Regions from separate parts of the Ovis aries genome. Here region 2 is linked to region 1. The links are chromatin contacts, called in public Hi-C maps. All regions are on one chromosome and are shown on one strand. Each heading gives the region's core, a stretch centred on a gene start, on an enhancer-like site or on the middle of the called end of the contact. The rest is flanking DNA. Distances are from core to core; before and after follow the strand shown.

Region 1 (4,427 bases), core at 1,299-3,798:
GAATCCTATGACTCGTCATCTGCATGATTCCAGAAGGAATCCTTTTACCTTAATCCAAACGGGAAACTAGCCAAATAATCGTCGTTTCTTGAAACTGCAACTGGATACGTTATTACTTTTTCTAGGACAACATTCTTACGGGCAGTAGGCTTCTGAGAGAGTCTGGAGACTGTCACCCTCCCAGATGGGGCCCACGGATATCTCGCAGGCCTACAAAGTGGGGAAGCTGTGACTGTCTCCCGCCGGCTGGCTCATTTCAGTCTGCATCGGCACTAAATATTCAGAGCTTGACTCAATTCTTATGCCTCAACCTTCAGAGCATCAGTTTCCTCTCAAACAAGTATGCTAACAGTGAATTTCAAATCAAATGGGAAAAGGGGGGGACTATTTCAAAAAATAAAGGAAGCTGTGGAAACAATTCATGAGGTGGCCCGCTAATCTCAAGAAATGACTAGGAGGGTGAAAAAATAAAATATCTACAAGAGAAAACTCCAAGTCTGTAGGTAATATCTAAAGATGTCTTAAGTCTAGCATTAGAGAGGCTATGATGATTTATCCCATGACCAGCCCTTCCCAGACCAAAGGAGGCTTCATGGCAAAGGTATTCTTTTATCTGTTGTTGGATGTAGCCTGTCTTCCAACTTATTTTCCCTGATAATATAGGGATTTCATAAATGACCCCAAAACACTAATACATACTGCGTGGAACACCAAGGAAAGAGACTTGGTGAAAGGAAGGGCAGCCATCAGCCAGTGAATTTTAAAGACATCATTCCTATAAAACAGAGAGAAAAGAATTTAAGGACAATTTCACATTCCCAAAGGACAGCCAAAGCTCCACCCATCAAATATTTACAAGGAAGTCGTAAATATGATCTAAGCAAACCACAAACACAAAGCTTTTTTAAAAAAGTGGTTGCTGCCAGCAGAGAAGGCGTGGAATGGGGTCCTAAGTCAACTCTACCATGTAATCCAACTCTGTGAATGGAGCCAAGTTATGCACAATGGGTTCCCAGGCCTGATAAGATGGAAATCTAAACAGGTTGCCAGTTTCCTGTCCGGAAACCACCCTGGAAAGCCCACAGAGGCAAGAAAGAGGCAGATGCATCTATGAAAACGGCACAAAATCCCCAAGAAGGCAGAGGCGACTGGGCACAGCTCCAGGGGAAATCGCTAGCCCAGAGAGGTGGGCTTGGTGCTAGGTAGCAGGGATGGTCAAAGACCATGCCCCTCTCTGTCCCCTGAAGCTGGAACCTGCCAAACACACCAGGCCAGTGAGACACAGCACCCACCCCCCCCCACCTCCTCTGCGGGTACTAGTCCACCCTCAGGCTGCCAGGCATTCAATTCCTCTATCCCTTCCCGCCTCGCCCTAGGAGTTAACCTGAGACACACAAAACCATGACAGAGAAAAAGTTCTAAACCCTATGAAAGAAACCAAAGACTTGAGGAAGAGCGACAGGGGGACCTCCCCGACACAGCAGTTAAAAAATGGGGGACAGTGAGCATCAGAGAAGTAAACCAACAGAACAGACTAGCAAGCTTAAAGACAGATTTGTGCTTGTACGGAAGCTTAATATTTAAGGTGACACCAGGTCAGTGGGAAAAGAATAGACTGCTTAATACCTGGCACTGGAGGAGAAAAAAAACTCAGCTTAAACCTATATAATAAATGAGGAAAGCTGACCTCAGCTTCATGCTTGCCTATACCCCAGGGGGATTTGGCTGCTAAACAGAAAACAGACATTTTGTGATCTGGAGTAGGAATGGGCCTCTCAGGATCCACGAGGCACGACCCAGAAGACTACAATTACATGGCCTCGACTCCATTAACGTGAAAGATTTTCCCTCAACAATTCAGCTGGGAAAAGAAATAGGCAATGTCTTAAGGCATACGAGGGACTGAGATTCAAATGTGCACGGAACTCAAGCACAGCAACCAGGGACACACAGAACACCTGACGGAAGGATAATGCAAATACAGGCCGTCACGCGGGGAAGCCTGGGAGGCAGATGTAACTCTAGAAAGACACCAGAGAAAACGAGGCACCGACTCAGGCGTCAGTGCAGCACCTGCCCGCCCAGGCACCCCAGGAAGCAACCTAGCAGTGCTCGGTGAAACTAAAAGAGCACTCGCCCCATGCCCAGCTCGCCTCCTCCGGGAATGAACCTCAGAGGCTGCCCGAGCCGTCTGGGGACAAGCTAAGGGTCCACCATGAAGAGGGCGGGCAAGCGAAATGGGGCGCCCACCGGATGCCACAGAGGAGCTGAACAGCCATGAACTGGGTGCACACCAGCGATGTGCCTGCGTCTTAAAGAGGACGTTACCGAGTGGAACAAGGTACGAAAACAATACCTACAGACAGGACAGTTCATATGAATTAAAAATACATTCAATACCAGTAAACGTGATTTGTTTATCAAGATACACAAATACCCCAAACACAAACGAAACACATTTGGGCGGCTGGCCGTGGGTGGGAAGGAACGAGGGGACAGGAAGTCAAACAGGAGAGGGCCTTGCACAGAACGATAAGGAGGGCGGGTCCTGAGTGACGCACACCAGTTTCCGGGCTGGCTTCCTCCCTGGTTCTTTCCTGCTCCGGGGCCTACCTACTTGAAGGTCGAAAGGGAAGTCAAGGCCAGAGGAGTCTGTCCGTCCTCAATAGCCACGAGACTCAGCCAGGCTGCACAGCCGGCAAGGGCTGGGCTCACCCCCACGGCCTGGCCCCCTCCACCTGCAGCCTGGGGGACAGCGGCGCCGGCAGGTGAAGGCAGGCAAGAGTTCCAGCTCTGAGGGGGCAGCGACCAGGCTCATACACGGGCTCTACCCTGACCGCCCTCCTCCCACGAGGCCTCAGAAACCTCTGCTGAAAATGGCGCCGCCACACTCAGCGCCGGGCTGGGCGGAGAGCAGCTCCAAGCAGGCCAGGTGTCTGTGTTCCCTCCCCAGCTCCCCGTGCTCCAGGGCCATGACAGAACTCGCGGACGTGAGAGGCCACGATGGCACAGCAGACCAATGTGGGCCCAGGCCAGCTGTGCCCGGGACGCCAACCGTGGCTCTCACCTCCCCTCTCAAGGCCTCAACAAGCCAAGGGCCAAGTCTCTCGGCTCCCTCCAGCTCTAGGGCCTGCGAGTCTCTCCGAGAGCCCTAGAGTCACATCCATGACGTGACTCGAATCACCAACCCCACGTGGCTCAAGGCTCCTGGAAAAACATGGGGGGCGGGGTGGGTGGCAGAGGGCCAGAACAACACGTTTCTGGATCTACACTACACTTCAACAAGAAGTTTCAAATATGCTGTCCAAAGCAGGTTAGCCTCGTTTAACCACAGGTTTTAAACTGTCATCACAGTTTTATATAAAAGTGAACCAGTGACACTGACTGTTGCCTCGCTAAATAAAGGGAATTTAAAACACCACTGAACATCTGGCTAAACTATTTTGCATGTGTCTCATCTTTGCATAGCGCACTGATTTGCAAAGCCCTCTTGTACACAGCATTTCAGGGGAAATCACACAAGAAGTCTGAAGATCTAAGACTTTGAGAGGAAGGCAGATTAGGCAGATTATGACTGTTCCAGTTCTGCAGCTGAGGAAACAGAATTACAGAGTGAAGCCAGGTACACTTCAATCAGCAGCAACAACAGTCAGCGTTTACGTTTGAAAACCAGGTTTCTAACTCCTAGTTCTTACTTGTCTACTAAAGTTAAGAGCAAAACGTTCTTAAAAAAAAACAAAAAACAAAAAACCACCCTCCACCATCTTTTATGGCCTGAATTTGCAGGATTCTTTTTCTCTTGTTAATGGTTTCCCGATCTCTAGTCCAAACATGATTATGTAGAGTCCTTCACAAGCAAACAAGATGTTCTTTGCATCCAGTGGGTGTAAAAGATATACAACAAACAGGAAACAGCAAACTGCACCCAGCAGAGCCCAGTACTCGAGCGGAGCCATGTCCACTAGAAGACAGGCAGGCCTCCAGGGCTTAGAGGTCTCTACTTCTGGCCCACTGCTCCAGAGGAGGAGGCATCTGGTATTTGGGGTACTCATTTATTGTGTGAATTTAAATCTCTATTATGATACCATATTTCCATACCATCCTTTACACAGTTTATGGGCTTTATAACAAACACTATTCTTTAACTGAAAACTAGCATTTCATTTCCACTTTGGGGGAGGGACACAGAATTAATCACTAGTTCTCACTAGTGATTAATCACTCATATGCTGCTACTCCCCTCAAATACCAAGAAGAGGAAGTTAAAGCCTCGGGGGTTTCAGGAGAAAGGCCAAGAGTCAGGCAGGCAGGCTCTGAAGAGGTTTTCTCGAGCCTCTGGAGGGCAGTGTCAACCCCGGCTGGGCCTTCGGAGCTCGGCAGCAGCTCCATGCTCCCACCAGGCGCTGAACCACGGTCGCGCCTCTTGT
Region 2 (4,427 bases), core at 713-3,212, 170 kb after region 1:
TGTAATTGCTGGGGAAAAGTTTACTGAACATGAAAAGGTTATGTGGATGCTAAGTATTTTTCCAGAAAAGTCAATTTCATACTTCCTAATGGCTCTGCCTCCTGTGCTTATATCATCAAAAGAAAAAAAAAAAAAAACTTTAAAAAGTGATCCAGAATTCTATTTTAACCTGGTGTCCAGCACCTTTAAACTTCTTGGTTTATCAGTGTGTGTTGCACTAATTCTAAACTTTGGAGGCGTTTCAGTGTTGTAACGGCCCACTGCCACTGTAAAGGTTCTGGAATTGCCCATTTGTCTCTAGAGATGGAATTAAACCAAATAAAGTGCTTCCATTGGAAGGCTTATATTGACCTTGTAACTATATGTTAATCCTCTAAATGTTAAATAAAAGTGTAACTTCTGGCACAGTATCACGGGACTGCTTTGTTGCACAAAGAGGTGACCCCAGTCTTGGAAGCAATCAGAGTCCCCTGGGCTGGAGGCTGAGCTCCGATCAGGTCATTGATTTACGGTGTAAACTGGACATAAGTCCTGGCGCCATCTGCCTGGAGAGGGGCTTCAGACCCAGCCAGCTCGAAATTCCACCCTGGCCCACCGGGGAAAGCTGTCAGAGACCTTGGTGATGCAGGATTCAGGTTGACTCAGTGCAGGGTTCTGGGGAAGCTCCTTCAGTCTGGGACATTTTTCATGCGTGCAAATTTGGCTAGCAGCTGCGCTGGGATTTCGAGGACCCTACCTTCTGTGGGGGGCTGGAGGGAGCTGTGAAATTGCAGCAGGGTTGCATTTCATTCGTGGTCTGGTGTCACGAGTGCTCAAGCCCACCCTCTTCTTGGCAGCTTGGCTGGAATAATCACTGGCTTATGTGAAGCTGAGGACAGCCTGCCGCCTTTAAGGGCGAGGGCCTTGTGCCTGTGCTGGCCGGCCCTTTCCATACCCAGCGCTGACAGTCTCACCCCGGGTTTTGTGAAGGGGAGTCTGGTTCATGCCCAGACCTCTTTGTTTCTTAAGGCTCTTTAGAGCCAAGGTAGGAAAACAGTTGGTGAGGGAGTGAAATATTAAGTGAGCAGGGCGCCCTAGCTAATGCCAAGTGCCACTCACTTGCTGAGGGGGTGGGAGGGGAGGCCACCAATGAGACGCCAGGCCTCACTGTGGCCTCGGCTCCTCCTACGGACATTGCCAAGTTCTCAGCAAAGCCTGATGTCTTCTCTGCTGGGGAGGATGGTGTCAGAGAGCCAAGGCAGGGTTCTCGGGCAAGAGACGGGGTGGTCAAGGGAACAAGGCGGCCTATGACTGTCCTGCCGAGGCAGGTCCAGGTTGTCAGTAAAGGGCTAGTATGGGAAGAATGTTGCCAGTACGTTCTTTCTGAGCTTTTCTCATATTTGGGGAATAGTCTCTAACAGTCTGTAAGAGGCAGAATGTCTCCACCTGTCTCACTTAGAACCGCCCTCTCCACCCCGCCCCCCCCCCCACACCACCCCCACCGGCCGGCCGGACCGGCGAGCACCGAGGAGCTGGGAGCTGGGTCAGCCTGGGGCGCGTGTCGCCACCTCTCTGGCCTCCGGTTCCGGGGTAGTGGGGTGAGGACAGGAGGCCGGCAAGAAAGCACTCGGTCGACGCCACAGCTACAGCTTAGATGTCAGTTCTGACCGGGAGCTCACTCCCGTCTCCGTGATGGTGTTATTCTGATTCTTGGGCAGAATTCAGGGCTGGGAGCTCTGTGACCTCACCCCGCTCGCAGGTCTGAAACACTGAACCGTCCAGCTCGGCCCATCTTTATACAGCTACTTGGTTCAAGTATTTGGGGAAGTGACACTTGAACCTTCTGCGACCCACCTCCCGCCCCTGCGGGGTCGGAAACCAGGGGCGGTGACGCAGTAGGAGCGGCGGACCGTTGGTTTCCTGGTGCGCTCCCGAAGGCAGCCTCGGTAGCGCAGAAAGTCCTGACTCAGACTCGTCGGTCAGGCTCCTCCGGTGGGTCCGGGAATCGCAGCATCCGCCCCGGCCAGGCCCCGCCCCGCTCCGTCTCTCCCCGCCCCCTGCGGCCGGCCCCGCCCCCGCCCGCCGATGCGCAGAGGCGCCCGCGCGACCCCTAGTGGCAGAGAAGCCTGCCTGCGAGGAGGGAAGGACGAGGGTCCCCAGGAGGGCGACCAGACCGGAAATGGGAGTGGGCAGAGGCAGGGGTGGGTGGTTCCAGGATGCCCTCCGTTTTAAAATTAAAGCGAAAGAGATCTCTGGATTGTGCGATCCACAGGACAGCAAAAAAAATGGGATGGTGCAGGTGTGAGTGAGGGAAGGAGCAGGAGGCCCGGATGGTGACCAACAGCAGGCCCAGCCGCCACGTGGGGATTAACGTCTCCTTGAGTCCTGGGCAGTAAGGAAGTCCAGACCCTGGCGCTGCCCACCTGGCCTACAGAGGGCCTCTCCTTCTCCTCTCTGGCTTCTGCTGGACTTTTCTGAGAAGGGGAGGCATAAGCCTTGTTGCAGCACCCTTTGAGACCCAGGATTAAAGTGCAAAGGCTGCAGAATGGCACTCAGCAGCCTCTTTGTGTCACGAGTCATTTCGCCACAGCTGCTCATGTTCAGACCTAACACTGTCTCTGTCCAGATGGTAGAACAAGTGGTGCTTACTTAAATGACCTCCCATGAGCTGGAGATGGGAGCAGAAACAGAACCGCCCCCACGTGGCTTTGTCCTCAGAGCCTGGGGGCCAAAAGCTGCAGGAGGACACGGGGATTTCATTTTCCTCTGTCGGCCCCGAAAGCAAAGGGGGTGGGGAGGATCCCCTGGGTGCTGCGGCATTCTGCCCCAGGAGCCTCATGACCTGCACGTGTGTACATCCTCCCACCATGCCAGGCCAAGAGCCCTGCCTGCGGTGCCGACTCTCCTGTCAGCCCTCATCTGGGCTGCATGCTGGTGTCTGGTCCAAAGACGGCCTGGAGGCTGCATCGGAACATACACATCCTGGGGGCAGCCTTCCTGGACACGCTTTGTCTAAAATGGGGATGGCTCTCTCTAAGAGCTTTTCCCAAAGACATTGATTCCTTCTGCGTCCTGTGCCTTTGCTATAACCAACAAGCCTCTCAACCGTGGACAGATACCGGTGTCATAGGGAAGAGAGCCAGACGGAGGAACAGTTCTGAAACACCACTTCCTTCCCCGAGGCTCTCAGGGACTCAAAGTGTGGTTGGGCAAGACTTGCAGGACAATTTACTATTCGCATGGAATTCCAACTAGCATAAAGGTAAGGAAACTACACTTTGGGGATAGCTGCACCTTACCAGTGGAGAAGGCGATGGCAGCCCACTCCAGTACTCTTGCCTGGAAAATCCCATGGACAGAGGAGCCTGGTAAGCTGCAGTCCATGGGGTCGCTAAGAGCGAGTTCAGTCACTTTTCACTTTCATGCACTGGTGAAGGAAATGGCAACCCACTCCAGTGTTCTTGCCTGGAGAATCCCAGGGAGCCTGGTGGGCTGCCATCTATGGGGTCGCACAGAGTTGCACTCAACTGAAGTGACTTAGCAGCAGCAGCAGCAGCAGCGCCTTACCAATGTATTTTCTGATGAAGCTTTGTGAACAGAAGCACAGACAGGTGGAAAGGCCTGCAGACACAGGTAGCAGTTGGTCTACAGACTTCCCGGTCTGCCAGGTGGCTTTTGACTCTAAAAGGCGCTGCTAGAGCAAGGCCTGGGCCAGCCTGGAGGGAGGAGCAGGACCACAGGATGCCACGTGGGAGACAGAAGATGGAGGTGACTTCCTCTGCCGCCCAGTGCTGCCCGTCTCCACTCGTCTGTGAACCAAGTTCACCAACCACACACTCCTGGGCTGCCTTCATACTCTGTCTCAGTGTGGCCCAGCCTGTTATCTTAAGGGACAACACAGAGGAAACATCTGAAGGCCAACTGGTACCTGTATCCTCCTGTGTGTGTGATAAGTCGCTTCAGTCGTATCCAACTCTTTGTGACCCTTTAGACCATCGCTCACCAGGCTCCCCTGTCCATGGGATTCTCCAGGTAAGAATACTGCAGTGGGTTTCCATGCCCTCCTCCAGGGGATCTTCTGGACCCAGGGATCGAACCCACCTCTCTAACATCTTCTGCACTGGCAGGCAGGTTCTTTACCTCTAGTGGCACCTGGGAAGCCCCACCCTCCTGTGGTACCTACAACAAATGAATGTCTCCAAGCCTCCAGATGACTCAACCCTCCAGACAAAACTTTCCCATTCCCAGCTTCCACGTTAAACAGGAAAAGCCAGTCACCCTATCTGTACCGTGAGATTCCCCCATTCAAATGTGAGCAAAGCTAAAATGAGGCTCAGACACATACATACACGCACACACACACAGCATGCACGTGGTGAAAGCATAAAGAAAAGTGAGGCCAACCATAACGAAGGCTGAGCGCCGGAGAACTGATGCTTTTGAACTGT

What was found. Hi-C and Micro-C count contacts between places; a contact is called where the count stands out from the background.
Region 2: a contact with region 1 is called in a Hi-C map of blood, with 4 times the contacts expected there. The contact joins two enhancer-like sites. A contact is called at or near these places in 4 of 16 Hi-C or Micro-C datasets (blood, liver and tail adipose tissue).

What each region holds. Positions count from the first base shown.
Region 1 is chr3:6,470,178-6,474,604 of ARS-UI_Ramb_v3.0, forward strand. GPR107 (G protein-coupled receptor 107) reads right to left here. Exons shown (of 18, transcript XM_060411672.1): 10 at 700-775. Among named protein-coding and RNA genes, the nearest start is that of GPR107, 24 kb to the right of the region's middle. Within about 2 kb of position 2,549, at least 17 of the 54 cell types and tissues checked have an H3K27ac peak or open chromatin away from gene starts, as enhancers often do. A contact at or near this core is called in liver, where this site is marked.
Region 2 is chr3:6,640,284-6,644,710 of ARS-UI_Ramb_v3.0, forward strand. It overlaps a transcript of FNBP1 not described here. Among named protein-coding and RNA genes, the nearest start is that of USP20, 50 kb to the right of the region's middle. Within about 2 kb of position 1,963, at least 51 of the 54 cell types and tissues checked have an H3K27ac peak or open chromatin away from gene starts, as enhancers often do. A contact at or near this core is called in liver, where this site is marked.